2 separate regions of the Capsicum annuum genome follow, and region 1 is linked to region 2. Evidence: chromatin contacts called from public Hi-C data. All regions are on one chromosome and are shown on one strand. Each heading gives the region's core, a stretch centred on a gene start, on an enhancer-like site or on the middle of the called end of the contact. The rest is flanking DNA. Distances are from core to core; before and after follow the strand shown. Region 1 overlaps LOC107842983 (cation/H(+) antiporter 20). Region 2 has its middle 24 kb from the start of LOC107842982.

Region 1 (2,981 bases), core at 206-2,705, 75 kb after region 2:
ACCGGAATTTCCAATATTTTTTTATAAGTGAGCTTTTGGAGATAAGTTATACCAAGAAAAGAAAACTTTCATCAAGCATTTGATAATTGTTTGTTGCGTCATTTCTTCATCCCAATTCCTTATGATGTCACATGCCAACAGCTAGCCCCAGTGATCACTTCTCACAGTTCATGTCGTTCATTGATGATTTATAACTTTGAAATAATTGTCATTCACTTATTTATCCAGTTGGAAATCGATGAAAGGATAATATAAAGCTGAAAGAGTTACGTAACCTATACTATAAGTTGACTAGTTATATACAGTTATGATGACAATTAAAGGAGAAATTTAATGATCTCTAGTTCCACCGTTTAATAATCCTATGCAAGAAAGCAACTACTCCATCATTTATTTATTTTTGGCTCATGTTGATTTGATAATAGGAAAACATTGATTGTCAAGTAGAGATTTATTTTATTAAACTAATATCATTTTATTAGGTTTTGAAAAAATTAAATTTGACTATTAATATTTCAGTTATTTAATAATAGGAATAATATTAAAAGAAGATAATAAATTTGTTTTGGTAAGTTGAAACAACTTAACAACTACTGTTTTTAGTAAAAAGGGCAAAACGCGGAGTATATCTTGTACCCAAAATTCAGGTCAAATGATTTCATTTTGGGGAATTGGCTTTTAGTCCCTCAAATACATATACATTTTTATTTTGATTTTTGTATTTTTTTATTATGCTCATTTAATCTTCAATTAATATGTGTACTTTTGATTTATTTAACTATGAATCTTCGCAAATTCAATAGATTACTAAGTGTTTAATCATTTAATTATTTATTTATTATATTATATTATATTAGAATGTGATTTCACCTAAATAAGCATACACTAACTTAAGAGATGATTAAATACTTAATTTATTCCTTGATGCATATTAATTCTTAGATTCAATTTCTAGTTACGTTTTTTCCCTTGGCACGAGGAATAGTCATTTATTACACTAATATTTTGACATCATATATACTACTACAAATATTTAATTTAATTTTATTTTTTTCTCCATTAGGTTTTGGACGATGAGACATTTGCAATATTGGTGATCATGGCTCTTTTCACAACCTTCATTACAACTCCTATAGTAATGGCTATTAACAAGAAACCATCATCAAAGGAAGATTTTCAACTCGAAAAACCACAGAAAAAGACCAAAAAACAAAACAATCTCCAAATCCTAGCGTGCTTACGTGGCCCGAGAGATGCACATACGCTCATTAACCTCATAGAGTCACTAAGGTCCGATAAAAACAACAATAACTACGCCTCAGTCATCAAACTATACGTGATGCGACTCGTGGAATTCACCGACCGGCTCTCGTCTATAACCATGGTTCAACGCACCCGAAAGAACGGGTTCCCGTTCATCAGTGGGGTGCTCCGCGGAGACAACTCGACCGATCAAGTGGGCGCAGCGTTCGAGGCGTATAGCACGCTAGGACGGGTCATTGTTCGACCCGCAATGGCTATATCTGGTTTATCGGACTTGCATGAGGATATTATTCATGTTGCGGAGAAAAAACGAGTTGAATTGATTATTTTGCCATTTTATAAATATTGGCAAATAGAAGGGAATGAAGTGGAGATTCATGCAGGTAAGAGGGTAAAATGGATAGGTTGGGTTATGTTTGAGCGGGTTAAAAGTATATTTTAAAATTAATAAACGAATTGAGTTACGGTCGGGTTATATTTGGGCAGGTCAAACGTATACTTTTAAATGAATAAACAAGTTGAGGCATGCATGACCAATCAAAATTTGCTTTAGGTCAAGATAAGCAGGTCAATTTGAATCAAATAATAGGTCATAATCTAATCTGTTCAACCCAATGGTTTTCATATATATTTTTTTTTTCGATATTTTGTTTAATTATCAAATCAAACTAGTCATAGCTTTTCTAGCTATTTGTTATGACCATATCAAACACATCAAACTGAAAAAGAGTTACTACAATGTTTTGATAATTAAGTTTTTTCACAATCAATATTTTAGTTCTAAATATGGAGTGAATAGTGGGCTATTAATAACTCAGAAGTCTCAAACTCATCCAGATCTTACTCGTTACATGATTTTTGTAGTAATTTGTTATATTACCGAGTAGAAAATTTCTTCTTATCATTATATACACTAACATATTAAAATAATACTAAATAATTAATCTGTCAAAATTCTCATGGATCGATTTGGTCAGGCTACATATTTAGCTAAAACTAAGCCCAAACTTATACGATCGAATGTCAAATGTGCTGAGCTAATAAGTAGACAGATCATTAAACCGCCAACCTTGAAATAGTTTTCGAGTCATGTTTTTGCATGTACTAATTTAGTCAACCCTATGTATGCCTCCCAAATTTGTCCACCCTTTTAAATGACAAGTTGGAGTACTACTCCAAAATGACTCGTCTCAATCCGCCCAAATCTAGGGGGATTGAGCGGATTATACTTTCATGAGCTAAATTTTTCCCTCGACATGCAGGGCAAGGATGGAAAATGGTGAATGAGAGAGTGATGAGTCGAGCGCCGTGCTCGGTAGCGGTGGTGATTGATCGTGGACTACAAGTTAACAATGGGATGAGAGTTTGCATTGTGTTTTTTGGAGGAGTTGATTGTTGTAAGGCATTGGAAATTGGTAGTAAAATGGTTGAACATCCTGCTATTAGAGTTACATTAGTAAGATTCATTCATCCTGGAAGTACTAATTTTGATGAAGCTCAAAGGTAAAATTATTAACCCTTCTATTGCACTGCTATTTTAGAAGTTATTTATACAATCACGGGGCCGTGGAAACAGCCTCATGCAGGAATGTAAGGTGAGTCTGCGTACAATAGATTCTTGTGATTCGTCCCTTTTCTGAATCTCACACATAGGGGGAACATTAGTGTATCGAATTGCCCTTTTACAATCAAGTTATGATCATGTCACTTATATATTA
Region 2 (3,265 bases), core at 579-3,078:
AGAGTTCTAGAAGGCTACTTTACCCTAAATCTCGCCTATTTAAAGGGTAACATGTTTCCTGAAACAGGCATCTTGAATATCGCATAAGCTGATGGGTATCCGTAAAAAGATCGGGATCTCCAATATCCCACAAAATCATGGGATATTCATAAAGAGATCATCCTATGTTCGAGAATAAGCCACTAACGGCCCTCGAATTGCAGAGAAAATCAAGAGAGAAGAATCAAGGGAGGAACAGATTTGTACCCCCATCGTTTATCAATAAAACTGTTGTTTCTTCATATTTTTATTTGTGATTGAAGTTTATTTTCCATGAATTAAATTATGTTGGAAACAGTCTTCTTCATTCCATAACAATAAATTGGGCTACATATAAAATTTGTACACCGACAGTTACAACTAGCAGCATGAAGGATTCAGCTCCTCTCCATTTTCCCCAAGTTCCTACTTGGATGAAAGACACTTGAAATGAGTTAAAATGGATGGTTCATTTATGTATTTGCTTCCAAAATTTTTAGTAATTTCAAAATTATTTTATCCATAAATATATATATTTTTTAAATTCTCTCTCTTCTTAACCTTTTTTTTTTCTAACCACGATTTAACTAGAAAAAAATTACTCTATGGTAAATATGTATATATAAATATATTCTATGGTAAAAAAAAAAGTTAATAGATACACCCTTATCATTTTAAAAACTTGAGGAAAGTAAAGATAATAAAAATGAAGAGGAGCCGAATCCCAATATGAATAAGTCGGTCTTTCATCACATCAATTTTTATCAGTTTTTCTTAATTAAATATATAACAATATACTTTCAAATATATATTAATTTGACCATAGTTCAAATATCACTATCAAATCAATATACACTCATTTTTTCGCTTCAATTTGATTTGATTTTTTGGTTTTCATGAATAAATCATTGGTACCCCTTGTAGATTCCAGGAGTTCTTTTTTTAGATATAAAAACTATCAAAAAAAAAAAAAAAAAGAGTTCTCGTGAAAAAGACCACTCTATGGCTCCCTCAATTTTGCTATTTTTTTTTGTGTGTGTGTTTGTGTGGAAGAAAATAAAGATACTGTGATTAGTGCAATCACGCCCATCCACTACCTTATGTTCAACAAGTACATAATACAATTTTGTATATATCCATGTGTGATGTTTTCTACAATTTTTTTCCTACTTGGTGTTGGATATCCGTATCGGTAAGACTCTAATTCATATTAAAAAGTTTTATATGGAAGTAAAATATTTTTTAACAAAGATGACTTTATATTCAAAAAGATTCAAACTCAAAATCTGTGGTTAAGAATAAAAATCACTTATTACTAATTGTTTACCACAATTTTTTTCGGTCAAAAACACTTTAAAACAAAGTTTCATCTTGGTGTTATTGGCAAAATTTTGATCCATGTAAAATTTGACTTTGTTGATCAATCATTTCTTGCTTTCCTCTACACCACCTTCCACTTAACAAAGTGGATCAAATAGTATAATTTCATTATTCTTTTGTGTTCCTTGTGATTTCTATCTAATAGAAATATAAGAGGGTTGGTTCGCTTTTTTTTTTTTTTTTTCAATTCCGGTGATTGATATTTGTATTGGATTCGATTAAATTTGAATTCATACATTACACGATCATTTTTGAGGGTAGCATTTTTAACAAATTCTTTTAGTTAAATTTGAATTTGTATATTACAAGATTATTTTTTAGGACACCATTTATAATGGATTTTTTTTTCTTTATATCCTCAAAGACTCAAATTCAAAATATTTGATTAAGAATTGGGAGATCTCGAATTATTCTGCCATCTAATCCATGACGTTGGTAGATGATTGCTCAGTCTACATATCTTATCATGAGTTACAACTATAATTTCGACCACAATTCTGCAAATAATATAAGTGGAGTTGGACCGACCTACTCTTTTTATCACAAGTTATGCCTCGGAGTATCAGGTTTAGAACACTTAATTTCGATGTAAATTCAGACTAACTTTATTTCTTTCCTTTTTATTTTTATTTTAAAAAGAAAAACCTAAGTTACATATTCTAATGCTCCATGATAAATGCTATATGTCAATATTGTTAATTATTAATTTATACATAATGTTAGAGATGGTGAAATTAGCCCATGAAATCAGAATACGATCATTTCGTTCAAGTTTAAGTTGTTTATTGATCCGTCTATTATTAACTTTAGTCTATTCATTCCACCAAAATTTGGATTGATATCTAACTCAACTTGATCCAAGAGAAATCTTGTCAAAATATATTTAAAAAGTCACTTTGTGATATGTTATATATAATCATAATAAAAAATAATAATAATTTTACTAGATACGAAAAAATTATAAAGAACAAACGAAACAATTAAACCTTGGTAAGAATAGAATATGATAATTGATAGGTTTTGACCCGCATTTTTATCAATTTCAGCCCAACCCATTTTTGTCCAATTAAATTTTAGATGGAATAATGACCCTATATATTTAGATAATACTTGTTTAGGATACGTGCGTTGCACGTGTATTTAATGTTAAAGAAGAAAGTTTCATGTATAAAAAGAACAAACTCATTATATTCAAATCAATGAATAGACGACTTTAATAATAGGAGAAAGGTCCGAAAAGTATCTAACTTTGGAGAAATTTGATCTAACATGCCTCAACTTTGTGGGGGGCCTATGACCCCCTCCCCCTCCCCCATACTATTTATTATCATATTTCTGTGGCATATATTTGTCAGTTGGACCACTGCGTGAATCACGCACATTGAGCACGTCAGGATCTGAATAGGGTCTTTGCGGTAATAAATATTCCAGGGCCTCATAGAATCCTCACAAAGTTAAGGCATGTTACAACAAATTTCACCAAAGTTTAGTTATATTTCAAATCTTTTTCTCATAATAATATATAAACAATTAGACTTCTCTATAACAATCCCTGCTTATAACGGTATTTCACTATAGCGACTTGATTTTCATCGAAACAGATTTTTCATATTATATGTTACTTCACTATAACAAAATTCTACCTATAACAACAATGCCGTTTACTATAGTGGTAGACTCGTTTTAAAATTACCTCTTTATAACAATATATTCAAATATGTTTTAATATTTATATTCGAAAAAAATATATTATGTACGGTTCCTCTTTATAACAATATATTCAAATATGTTTTAATATTTATATTCTAAAAAAATATATTATGTACGGTATAAAATAAAATATTAATGATAACGTGCAATCCATTGA

The links. Hi-C and Micro-C count contacts between places; a contact is called where the count stands out from the background.
Region 1: a Hi-C map of leaf shows a contact between it and region 2, with 2.6 times the contacts expected there. The contact joins two enhancer-like sites. A contact is called at or near these places in 3 of 5 Hi-C or Micro-C datasets (bud, leaf and placenta).

The regions. Positions count from the first base shown.
Region 1 is chr9:24,198,441-24,201,421 of UCD10Xv1.1, forward strand. LOC107842983 (cation/H(+) antiporter 20) reads left to right here. Exons shown (of 6, transcript XM_016687096.2): 4 at 1,064-1,646; 5 at 2,526-2,766. Among protein-coding and RNA genes, the nearest start is that of LOC107842983, 7.9 kb to the left of the region's middle. Within about 2 kb of position 1,456, at least 3 of the 5 cell types and tissues checked have an H3K27ac peak or open chromatin away from gene starts, as enhancers often do. A contact at or near this core is called in leaf, where this site is marked.
Region 2 is chr9:24,122,618-24,125,882 of UCD10Xv1.1, forward strand. No RefSeq gene overlaps it. Among protein-coding and RNA genes, the nearest start is that of LOC107842982, 24 kb to the left of the region's middle. Within about 2 kb of position 1,829, at least 3 of the 5 cell types and tissues checked have an H3K27ac peak or open chromatin away from gene starts, as enhancers often do. A contact at or near this core is called in leaf, where this site is marked.